2 separate regions of the Bos taurus genome follow, and region 1 is linked to region 2. The links are chromatin contacts, called in public Hi-C maps. All regions are on one chromosome and are shown on one strand. Each heading gives the region's core, a stretch centred on a gene start, on an enhancer-like site or on the middle of the called end of the contact. The rest is flanking DNA. Distances are from core to core; before and after follow the strand shown.

Region 1 (6,522 bases), core at 413-2,912, 51 kb before region 2:
CTGGTAGGTAGAGGACCAGGATGCTAATTCCTAAGAAGCATTGGACAATTTCCACAACAGGATTATCTGATCCAAAAAGTCAATAGTACCCAAGCTGACAAATGCTGTTTTAAACCAAACAGTTTTTATTAAGTTTGTTTTAACAGCACCTTTCTCATACAGTGGTGGCAAAGATAAACTGAGAAGACGGCAAGCAGAAGGTACACAAGATGCTGTTAATATCAGAGGTTCTAAACGACTCGAGCTGCAGGAGTACCTTAATATCACCTTAGATTTGTGGTATTTGTTTTACAAATACCTGACCCACTGCCATGATGTGGTCATGATGCAGCTGCCAAGAAGTGAGCATCACCTTCAGCTCCCTGGCAGATCAAGGTCCTAGATCAAGACAGGCGTCCAGACCCAGTCACACTCGGCACCTCTCACATCACACGAATCCACTGTCACGTCTACGCAAAAGGAAACTATTAAACTTCCAAAAAGTAATGACCAGGACATAAAAGGTCTGATAAGAAAGTCACAGGACAAGTGGATCGATGGACTGGGACCGTTATTCTGAGCAGTTGAGAGACTGGATGTGATAACACTCCCCAAATTCTGTAGGGCTGTCACAGAGAAGAGGGCTACGTGACTCCCATGGCAGAAATTACAAGGAGCTGTCCTCCAACAGTAGGGGCTTGGAAGGTACTAACCTCCTTACCCCTGGAAACACTCAGGCAGAGGCTCTCGGGGGGAATCCTACACCGAGTGAAAGAATCATCTAGATGAGCAATAAGGTGTTTTCTAATACTCACAATCTTGACAACAGAACACCGGCGTTATTTCGAGAAGGAGAAGTAACTGCCTCCTGTGACCCAGCACCCCCACTCCTAGGCAGTGACCTAAGAAAAATGGAAACACTGTGTCCACGAAAAGACTCCTGCAAGAATATTCATAGGAGCTTTACCCATCAGAGCCAAAACCTGGAAATGCGCTAAAGGAGAAGAGATAAGCAAACTGTATCACATCCATACAATGGAAAACTGCACCGTATAAAAAGGAATGAGCTACCAATACAGGTAACCAGGTGCATGAACTTTACATAAGAAAGGTCATCATGATTAATTTCCTTTTACATGACATTCTGGAATAGGCAAAACAAATCCCTAGTGCAAAAAACACACCAGAATTGTGATGGCCTGGGAAGGAGCATGAGGGAAATTTCAGGGTAATAAAAATTTTTGTTCTCTATCTTGACAGAGGTTTGGATTGCATGGATGAAAGTCACCAAATGATACACTTAAAACCTGAGCATTTCACTGCTATATAAATTTTACCACAAAATAATTAATTAGATGCACGAACAAATACTGAACTCCAGTGCTTATACATGCTAAAATGTTTAAGGGCAAAGGGTACTAATGTCTGCCACTTCCTATAAAATGCATTCTCAAAGTAAGACAGGCTGATAAATGAGTAGAGAGACAGAGAGATGAAGAAAAGACAGGAGAAAGCAAGTAGAGTCAAATGTTAAGGGTAGAATCTAGGTCATTGGGTACATGGGCGTTCACTGAACAGTTCTCTCAAGTTCACTGCCTGTTAGTGCTTCCTAATGGATTGAGGGGGGAAGGAGTGACAGCCAGTAAGGGGCACAGGGGAAAGAGGAGTGGCCAGGAGGTCATGGCAGGACAGCAGCAAGGGGAAGGACAGGGACTGCTCCAGTCAACACAGGGGCCTCTCAAGGCAGAACTGCAAAAGGCCCAGCCAACCTGGGGGCAGGAAATCTTGGCCAAGATGGAGCATACGTAAGCGTGCTCAGACCTCCGCTGGCGTAAGTTCTTGTTCCCAAGGGACCGGCTCCATCACTCTCTGGCCCTAGCCCTGCCCCTCTCTGGCTGTGGTCCTTTCCCCTGGACAGTCAGCTATTCACCACATCTGTGCCAACCATGTTTCCAGACAGGAGCCGAGGAATGCAGAGATGCAGCTGCAGCGAGCTCCAGCCAGTTTCCTCCAGCAAGGGGATGGCTATCAAATCAGTATGTCCGCAAAAGAGGGACTGGTGCAGCTAACTAGCTCTGTCTGCATGTGAGTTATCCACAGCCAACACTGAACCAATACAGGAACCACTGTACCCTGCCCCACAGCACCCGGCAGGTTTCTGGGACACAGAATAGTATGGAAATTCAAGAGAATTAAGAAGATAGATTGGCTGGAGCAAAAAAAAAAAAAAAAAAATCACTGATACTTTGAGAAGTCGAATTTCAATAATCTGAAAATTATCTACTTGACTATCCCTACTGCCCTGCCTGCAATAGCACAGACCATGTAAACCTTTTTCTGTGGTACGTTTTACCTACTGTGGCTCTCCACCCCAAGGACACACGTCCTGGAGCTGGCCTAGAGAAAGGAGACTGGGAAGCTCAGTGGCCTGGTCCTTGGCCCAGCTCTGCAGTCCCCTTGCTAAGAACCTGAACTCAAGGCACCTGTGCTCAGCCTCCTCCTCTCTAGGATAAGCCTAGACTACCTGAGGTCAAGGTTTCTTCTGATGCTAAATCCTTTAACATGACTCTCTCTTCTGGGTTAGGAAATACAACCCGAAAACGTGTTTAATTTTTATATATTCCATAGCCCTTTAAAGTCATAAACCAAAAAATAAATAAATAAAATAAAGTCATAAACCATGTACAGCCCACATGATCTTCATTTCAAATGCATGGCAACTCGGGTGCAGAGAGCTGAGCACAGCCGGCTGCTGACCAAGTGAGGGCTACGACCAAGGCCCCGAGGAGACCACTCACATTCCCAGAGAAGTACAGGAGAGCCCAGGAACCTCTCAGGACTTTCAGTCCCCATAACCAGTCCCTTCTTTCCCTGCCTGATCCATCTGGTTTCCCTGGAAACCAGAGAAGCTAGAGCTTCTGGCCTCAGATCTTCAAGGGGAGGAGTATAAGTTCCATGCTTCTCAAACCGAGGTTACTTCACAAACCAAAAAACAACTTTGGGCAGGACTTCCTTCCTGCCATTCTCCTGGGGGAGGGCATGAGGGCAGGCGGCTTAGAGGTCAAGACTCTCCTGGAGGTGGAGTGCCTGCGGGTGGGGAAATCCCACTCCTCTCTTGGAATAACTGGCCGGTACCTAGGGGAAATCTGGAATCCTCATCAGGCCGGTCAACAGGACACCCTGTCGAGGTCCAGATGTACCCCAGCTGCAAAGAGGGCCGTGCAGGAGACACAGACCCAACAAGGCCTGTGGGAAAGATGACACAGGGGCTCGAGGCCACTCGTCCCCAACCCCTGCCTACTTCACCAGGCCAGAATCAGGGCAAGACCAGACAGGGGATGACGGGGCAGGGACGACAGGGCAGAGGACGGCGGGGCAGGGGACAGCAGGGGAGGGGACGGCGGGAGAGGGGAAGGGGAATCAGAGAGAGAGACGACAGAGTGGGGCTCAGACCCCGCCCTGCCTTCTAGCCTTGAGGGGTCAGCAGGGCAACAGCTCTGTCCCTCAGTGCCAAGACCTGGAAAGAACACAGATGAAGGTTCTTCTAAATAAGGAAAGCTCCACCCTGGGGTCAGAAAGAATTTCCATAATGACCAATTTGCCTACAAGTGGCCTGAGAGCATTCCCAGCAGTGGCGGTGATGCATTCCAGCTGAAGAGGGGCGGAGGGAGGAGCCGCCCCTTCTTCTCCCCACCGCCCAGCTCTCATGCTGCCGTTACCAAGGCCCATCTCGAGTAAGCTCAGAGCTTTCTGGCAAGGGTTCCCTCCCTGGGGGCCACCAGTCCTGGGGGCTCAGAGTTACTGGTCCCTCTGGGGACACTGGAGCCTGGGAGTCTGCACAGCCATGGCTGGCGGCAGAGCTAATACTCCCGGCTTCCTGGGGCTGGTGGGGTAGCTGCCCTTCCCCTCCTCGGCTCACACAGCCTGGGGCTGGGCTGCCCCTCCCCACCCGAGCGATGCCCGAGGCTGCCTGCGGTGTAAAGGCAGGGAGATGCCAGGGAGACAGGGACAGGCACCCTTGTTCCTGAGGACACACTACATCCCTTCCTTCTGGGGACGTCAAAAGAGGAGACATAAAAATACAAATACACGCACACACAGGGAGGAAGTCCGGGGCCTGGCTCCATGACACAGAGCTACCTACATTGGCAGTGCACAATCTCCAGAAGTGTTAACGACTCCCACCAACACTCCCTTTGTCCCTCAGCTGCTGACTTCCTTGTAAACAACCATGACCCCCTAGCAAGCTGCCCTGGGAGGGCACCGAGGCCTGCAGCAGGCTCAGGTGTGAAGTGAGGCTCTTCTGCGAGTGAAGAGCCCAGCAGAGCCACCAAACCCTTCCTCAGGAGCCGCCGTCAAGGGGACCAACCTTCACATCCACCTCCGGTCACCGATGGCCTGCAAACAACTCTAGCCTGAATTTTAAAATTCCACAGACTTTACTAAGTCCACTTTCAAATTCTGAATCCTTAAACTGAAGCCAAAAAGCCTTCATCTCGGTTCCCCCAGGTGATGGAGGTTCCCTAGTGCCTTTCCGCCCTGGCCGGTGGGGAGGGGAGAAAAGACACAGTTCATCTGCCTCTTCCACGGCCACCTCAAGGTGCAGAGACCCCCATCAGACCAGGAGGCCACGCAGAGGCAAGGGAGTGAACTCTTGCGCCCCTGCACTTCCAGACCTGGCAAGCAGCCGCCTCTGAATCACGAGGCCCTTTCTCCAAGGGCAAGGAGCTCTCAGTAGCCTGGGGCTCAAGCGGGGGTGACCGCCCACTGCTTGCTCCCCCCCACACCCCCCCCTCATGCTGCACACTGCCGCTTCCCAGGCATGACAGATGTAACTGCTATTCAGTGTGTTCAAGACAGGACAAAAGCCTTCTCCAGAAGCACAAAGCCAGCAGGAATGCAGACAGGCCAACGTCAATGGAAGCCACCTGCCAGGGGGCCCTTCTCGGCCACACCCCCGGCGTGCACACACACAAATTTTTAAGCCTCTCAAACCTGTGTTAACACACAGTCAGGTGAATTTTTCTCTGAATCACCAGACAGTTCTCCCAGAGCAGGGAGACTTCACCACCATTTCTCAAACAGTATTCTGCAGGATATTAATAAGTGACAGGTATCAAGAAAAAGGGGCCCGACATATGTCAGAAGCACCACCACCACAAGGCCAAACAGATTCTTCTACTAAAGGACTTCTCAGCGCCTTTAGAATGTTAATGTGTGCTGAAGAATGTTTCCCAGATTCATTTGATCACAGGGTGTCTGTCCCAGGACTGATGTTCCACCAACACAATCCAAGGCTGTCTGGTGTTTGGAGAAATGGGTGACTCTATTCCATGCTCAGTCCCTTATGTAGCTCTTCTACGATTTGAAATACATGAGAAACATTTTGCTTACGTGCTTCCTTCTCAATAAGCTTTCAGTGAACAAATGAACAGACTCACGAGCGTGCTGTGGTATCTTCACAGTTCGGTTCAACCAGTGATGACGTTTCCGCAAAGACCACTAGAACTTCATCCAAAACACTGAACCCTGCATACGCTCAAGCCAACCCTGGCTCTGAATCATCTGTGCTTATGCCACCAAGGGCCAGGGTTCACCTGCGGATGAACTGGCTGGTTTTATTCCCTGACCAAATCGCTCCCTAGACTTCCTCAGCTGTTCTGCATTTGCCCATAAAAGTAACTGGGTGACTGCACTGAATGTACACACCTGTGGTCAGTGAGATGCCGCCACGCTAAGCATCGCACGTGGTGGGGGCAACCTCAGCCACTGACACCACCAATCCCAACAGAGAAACCTGACAGAACAGCGGGCTAAGCAAGCTGGACCAGAAAGGGTTCTTACCCAACCTTCCTCCCACCATGGGAGTGACAGACACTCAGAAATAACATGAACCAGAAAGTCCAGTATTTTTATATTCAAACTATGTATTTCAGGTTGTCTCTTGGATCTGGAAGTAGTCCCCCTACTAAAAAAACAACTTGTCAGACAGACCCTTCCTTCGGCTTGGAAACACTAGAGGCTGTGTGTTGGGGTAACTTTGTAGAAAAGCCCCTTCAGGAGCCCCTCTGGTACCCTGGTGAGGGCTTCCTGCTTCATTCACAGTAAAGCACACCCTGGAGGGGCACCTCCCACTGACCTCGGCAGCTGGGCCCCAGGCGGCACCCTCAGCCCCCGGCCCCGCACCCAGGAAACCTCTGCCTCTTACAGCCTCTGCCCTTGTTCTGAAGCCACAGACTATTCCTGGCGTGCACATTTCTGAGAATACCTTCGATGGAGATGGAGACTGTGGTTCTTCTCTGGGTACCACCAAGAGGTTGGGGAACTCCGAGGACTCTGGTTCTGATCTAAGAAGCGGGGAGGCCCCATATCAGCTCTCCCCTCCCAACCCTGGAAACATCAGATAAGGTGAGAGCCCACAAGGTAACACTGAGCAGTCTCCATTCATAACCAAATACAAAAATGCATGTTTTATCACCTTAGAAAAATGTTCACAGTTTATTTCTACCCTATTTCCCCTAATTTCTCTTCTTGCCCACCCAG
Region 2 (6,107 bases), core at 2,726-5,225:
CACCCGTACTCCCCCCCACAGAGTCCAGTGAATTTTTATTGATGAATTGCTTGATGAATTAGGACATCACTCTTGGAGGTGGAGAAACCAGAGACCCCAGAGAGAAAATAGGCAGTTTGGAAAATTGATCCTTCCCAGGGGAGTAATATGTGGACTCAGCCTAGCCAGATGGGTGTCTTTGGCCCTGGCTAGGACATAAAATCTCAGGGAGGGAAGGTCTGAAAATTGACCTTGGGGCAGATCCAATTGCAAAGTGGCATTCTGCTACGGGAATGAAAGCTCCCCCAGCCTTGCCTTACGTGTCCCCTGAGCCCCTTCTCACGTTCCCACCTCCTCCAGGAAGGCTTCTCTGAACATTTCTGCTCTGGCCTCCCCAGGTGTCCAGGTTCTCGCAGTTTCCCCCTCGGTGGCTGGCACAGTGCTGGTGTGTTTTATGCTCCAAAACTGTTGATTAACGCTGATGAAGTTGCCTGCTTAGCATCATGGAGGCTGTCGTTCCTAACCTCCCGCTGGATCCCCCCTCGGCCTTCTCCGCTGTGCTCTGTACCTCTGACTTTCAGGGAGGTTCGGTCAGTGGACGCACCGGAGTGAGTTGAGAGGGCAGCATGTCCGTCCTCTTGGTTGCTCAGAGGTCAGCAGGCCATCTTGCTCCACTGAGGGCCTCCTCCGGTGGGGCGTCTCCTGCAGCTCCTTCCTGGTCTCCGTGGTTCTCCTAGCTGTGAGGCTATGGCGTGTGTGCTTCGCTGTCCCTCAATAGTTTTATATAAACATGTCCACATTTTGCAAGTGGCCTCTTCCTCAGACTCTCCCCAGCTCCTCTGTTTTGAGTGGGGATTGAACCCAGCATCCCTGGGAACCTTTATCACCCTCATGTCTAGCTGGGTACCTGTCAGTGTTCTTTAGATGCCCACTCTTCATCGGTGCCTGCAGTTGGCCCAGTGTTTTTCTGGACCAGTGAGATTCATTAACTTGGAGTATTTTGGGGTGGAGTTCAGGGGTTCCAATCTCCCTGGTGAACAATCAACCATCTAGTTGGGAATAACCTCCAGAGTTGTTGAGTGTTCCCACCCGGAGCCATCCATCAGCCTGCTCAGGCTGTTTCCTTGGCCTCCCCACCCTGCAGAGAGCAAGTTCTGTCTCCTCGTGACCCCCAGGCTGCTATCCAGCCCCCACTGCAGTGAGGCTGCACGCTTCCAGCCATGCCACCCAAGGTGTTTTGTCTCCCCAGTAGGATCTGAGCAAAGGAGTCTCTTGGCTCAAGGTTCCCCCAATGTCTCAGGGAGCTCAGATCCGAACAAAGAGGTCCTGAGCTTGCAGAATCATCTCACCTAGTTCAGTGAAAAGATCGGTTCCAGAGTTACCCTCTTCTCCTGGGAGCCTTGTGTGCTGCCCTAGTTTGCCTGGAAGGCCCTGAGAGCTGCATCTGAAACATGCAGCCTGGGGGGAAACTGAGGCCTGGGGAGATGCAGCCGTGGGTCTGGGAGGGCGGGAGAAGATGCTGAGACTGAGCTGCTGAGCTGGGAGGGTGGAGGTGGGGGAGGAACGCACGCACAGGGCCAAGGCCACAAGGAAAAGATACACGGTGGGTGGTGGGTGGGTGCAGGGGTGCACACACGCTGCGGGAGGGGCAAACAACGGTCTGGCCCTTGGCTTCATCAGGGATCTGGGGTCAAGCTCTTCCCCCTTCAGTCCTCACCAGACCTATCACCCCGACTCGGTGCCAGGACGCAGGACTGATGGATTTGCCTGGGGTCGGGTCCCACCGGCTGGCTCTGTCTGTGGCCTGAGTTGCCCCATCCTCCTTCCCCTCCCTGGCCTCCAGGACCCACGAAGAGGAGCTGGCACCCTTGCCCCCACACAGCTCCCCACACCAGCGGAGACACTGGAGCGGGCAGATGACCGAGCTCTTTTTAACCAGCCTCGGCTCATGTGACTGGCTTTCCTCCAGGCAGACAGACGCAGGCCAGCCCTCAGGCCGGGCCCACAGTCTGCTGATTTCCTGCTGGGTTGTCCTCAGGCAGAGTTGGCAGGGTGGGGCTTTGTCATCGTATTTAAGCCTCAGCTGGTGCCACTGAATTGCCCGGCCTCAGCCTTTGCCCCTTTCCCAACCCTGCTGATAAAAATACCGCCCCCCCAACTTTGGCACCTTTGGGGAGCTGGATGGGGGCCAGGGGAAGGAGGGTTGCTGGGAGCGCAGTGTAAACACTGCCTGGAGGTGGGTGTTGAATGGACACGGTTGTTTGCTAGTAGCCGTGCAGAGTCTGGCTCCAAACCCTGGCTCTGCTACTAACCGAAGGGACAGGGTATGGATTTGCTCTCTCCAGTCTGGGGCTCAGTCTCCCCCATTTTCAGGTGGGAAGAGCCTCGCTGAGGCAGGAGGCACTATAGACAAGGGGCGGTCAAGGGCAGAATGGTCAGAGCTGGTGATGGACGCGGAGTCACCACAAAAATCCTCCGCGGACTTCTCCCCCTCACCTTTCGTCCTGCGAGCAGGTGCTGGGAGGGACTCCTAGGCACTTAGTGTGTCTGCTGTCCCATGCATCCCTCTGTATGCCAGTTCTTCACCCCAGTTTAACTTTCCAGAGAATTTGAGAGCGAGGATAAAGGCTCATTTCTGTGTGAGCCGCCCAGCGCAGTGCCTGGCACATTCCTTTACTGAAAGAAGGGAGGCAGGCAGAGAAAGTGGGAGGTCGGGCCTGGTGCCCGCTGGGGGAGCCCCTGGGAGCAAAAGAGGGCACCCCAGGAGCCTCGGGGCTCCAGGGGCCCTGGTGTCCAGCCCGGCTTTTGACTTTACAGACTGCAGCTCTGTGGTCAGGAGCTCTCAGCCCCACCCACGCTTTCCCCGGCTAAAGTTGCACCTCCCTCCTCTGGATACAGTAGAACTTAAGACTGGGAATCCATCAAGGGCAGAGGGATCACTCTCTTTCTGAAAGGCAGCTGCTGGGTTAAGGTAACAGGGGCGGCAGGGTTGACACAGCAGCTGGGAAACAGCTGTCCCTGCAGGAAGACGCACCGCGGAAGCCCTGGTGCCTTATTTTAGCAAGGTCGAGGGGAAGCATCTGCGGTCTCCCAGAGAGGTCTGGAGCCACTCTGCCTGGAAATCTGCCTGAGGTTTTAAAGCAGAGAGTGACTCTGGGTTCCAAGGAGAGAAAAGGGACTCCTGGGTGAAGAGGGTTTGCTAAGGGGCACGGGGACCATGTGGGACCGCCGATCGGAAACTGCAGGAAAGGATCTCAGGGTTGAAGTCCCTGACTCCATCCCACCATTCACTTCGGTCTTAGGCTCAGACAGGGTTTGATGATGGGACAGGAATAAACAATGTTGATTTAGCAACCGGAGAAAACGGCAGTGCAAGCTGGCTCACAAGCCAGTTTGTTGTCGAGGGAAATCAAGGCGAGAGAGGGAAGAGATGAGCCTGCCGTTTCCTTCTTCTGTGGGGTAGCTTCAGATGGTTGAGGAGGGGATGGCAAGAGTCACACCCCCACCTGAAATCATGCTGGAGAATCCCCAAGGGCGACCCCATCTCAAGTCAGAAACGGAGGGAAGTGAGAGCCACGTGGCAACTGGATAGCTTGTCGCTACACCTTTCATCTCTACCGTATTTTCTGCTCTGCTTTCAGCTCAGAAAAGGCTCCAACACCCCACAGACTCAGAGCATTCTCTTCTGAAACTCTCTCCCCTTCCCGGCCCATTCACTTGAAGATTTGAAACCAGAACGGAGTGTAGATAACTTGACGTTCCCTCTAACCCCACTGTCTGGCTTTCTAAAATTCTGAACAAATGGTCTGTGGTCCTGCCAGTGCGTTTCATTCCTGACAAATGCCACTGGAGTGTTTTTCTTTTTTGTCCACACATAGCAGTTGCTCAAGAAGTCACTGTCAAAAGAACAAATGCACCAAACAAGGCCTGTACAGAGGGCTCCAGGAGGGCAGAGGTGAATTTGGTTCAGGCCAGGGCTCCACCCAGGGCAGGATGAAGAATTCTCTCCACTGGTTCCCACTGGGTGCCGTCAGGAGTGAGGCGGGGCTGGGCAGCCTCTTAAACTGTGGGTGTGCTGGGCCCGGGCACGCTCCAGGAAGGGCAGGATCGGCCCTTGGCACTGCAGTCACTTCCCGTTTCTGCCTCCAGACTGGAACACCTTCCTGGATGTTGAGGCAACAGGCCGTACACCTTGAGCTCTTATAGTCACTTCACTGCCTTTTCCAAGTTCAGATAGCTTTTGCCTTAAATGGAACCAAAAAACCATGGGCATGTCCTGGCTTGGGGTACACTGTGTCAAAGTCAAACCGCTATGGTGAAGGCTGGTATCCTTTTAACTCCCCGCTGGCCTGCAGTTTCTCCAGATGAAGTTAGTTTTTCTAACATGCAGCTGCTTCAAGTGAGTATGGGAAGGTCCTTTTCTAGCTGCAGGCCAGGGCAAGAAGGGGGAACTCAAGAACTCGGGGAAAATTCAAGAGTGACCGGAGGCAGTTCTTCCGCGTCTGCTTAGCTCCTGTTGCTGAGGCAGTAGGGGCCCAGGGCCAGCCAGAAGCAGGTGGCAGCTAAGGTGCCTGAGGGCCCCTAAGAACATTCTTTCCTTTTCCATTTGCTCTGTTTCCAGGAGTGCTACATTACCTGTAGACAAAAACACCAAAACTTCCCAAATAAGCTGCATTCCTTAAGCTGCTTGCCAGACTTCACCCTTAGGCTGAGCGTGGGCCCCAGGAAGGTACATGTGGTAACTCCTGACAAGAGAGCTGCTAGTTAGGGCTCCCTGAAGACGGGCATCCCCAAGCCCACACCAGCTTCCCCAGCTCCCTCTCTACAACAGTGCCAGAGTTCCTGGAGGGCGCTCTGGAGAACTCAAAGGATGGCACAGGCTGCCTCTCTACTCCACTGCTTTTCTCATCTCAGTGTTTTCTTTTTCGAGCATTTTCTTTCTCCATCATTATCACCAAGTTAAGAGAGGCTGTACCTGCAGCCCTAAGAATTCAGTGACTGATACTTACGCATTATACTGGGAACACTTCAGAGTATAGCATTCATGGCCTCCTGGGAAAGTTGACAGCCTTAGTTTTGAAACCATCATTAGATGCTGAAAAATTCTCAAAGCAATTTTTTTTTTTTTAAAAAACAAACACCCTAAGGAAAAAACAAAAAAAACACTGACTCATCCATGCCAAACTACTCTTTCCAGAGGAAGCGAGTCAGCAGTTTCAAGCGAACAGTGATCAAATCCCATGATACCAAATGATTCAAACCTGAATGTTAGATGTTAGACACTGACATCCTGAGCTGAAATAGCCACAGGTCACCATCTAGCCTGATTTAGGGGAGCCCTTTCTTTTTAATTTATTTGTGTGGTAGCAAAAGTAAGAATCTTCTGAGTCAACAGGCAGGCAGACTTCTCCTGTTATAGAAAAAATTATGAGAGCCTGGGCTTGACTTAGTGGTTGGTGAGCTATATTAAGAATCATATCCTTTCTTTCAAAGTCTAGACGATATATTTGTAGCTCTGGCTTATCTCAGGGAAAATGGCTCTCAGCAACCAGAGCTTTTAGTCCTTACATGGATGGGTTTGCTTAAAAACTTATCTCACTGAAATAGTAGGCGTAATTTGACTCACTTGAAAGGATTACCCCTAATCACATTCTGGTTGAAGGTCAGGTTTGGAAGCAAATTCTTCTAAAATCTTGGGCTTCAGGAAGCATAGGCTGAAGATGAAGTGGGGCACACTGAAGAGATTAGAAATGTTGCACACCGAGTGGCTGACCCCTGGCAGGGGACAGCGCGTCCGTGACTCGCCAATCCCGGGCCTCGCCGCTCCGTGTCCGGAGGGCTCCAGGTTGCTCCTGTTGTGGGGGACTGCAATTGCTCTGTGCACAGTAAGCTATAGAGTTCTACAGCGAGACTGAAGAAACGCAGGAAAACGTGTTCTGGGATAAGTACTTATCCTTCATTCTCAAAGGAGAAAAAAGCATTCAGATGCAGTCTGGAACAATCACTGTCACCCTGCCAACTTCCGTGTTGGTGACGCTGAATAACAGATGCAAGAGGAATCATTAAAAATAAATGAGAAAGAATTTTCCATGATTCACTAAAGCAGTAGGCGTAGTCTTGATAGTCAG

The links. Hi-C and Micro-C count contacts between places; a contact is called where the count stands out from the background.
Region 1: a Hi-C map of liver shows a contact between it and region 2, with 2.9 times the contacts expected there. The contact joins two enhancer-like sites. A contact is called at or near these places in 2 of 11 Hi-C or Micro-C datasets (liver and skeletal muscle).

The regions. Positions count from the first base shown.
Region 1 is chr16:4,485,876-4,492,397 of ARS-UCD2.0, reverse strand. All of the region lies in intron 1 of MAPKAPK2 (MAPK activated protein kinase 2), which reads right to left. Among named protein-coding and RNA genes, the nearest start is that of MAPKAPK2, 21 kb to the right of the region's middle. Within about 2 kb of position 1,662, at least 40 of the 102 cell types and tissues checked have an H3K27ac peak or open chromatin away from gene starts, as enhancers often do. A contact at or near this core is called in liver, where this site is marked.
Region 2 is chr16:4,437,534-4,443,640 of ARS-UCD2.0, reverse strand. No RefSeq gene overlaps it. Among named protein-coding and RNA genes, the nearest start is that of DYRK3, 17 kb to the right of the region's middle. Within about 2 kb of position 3,975, at least 25 of the 102 cell types and tissues checked have an H3K27ac peak or open chromatin away from gene starts, as enhancers often do. A contact at or near this core is called in liver, where this site is marked.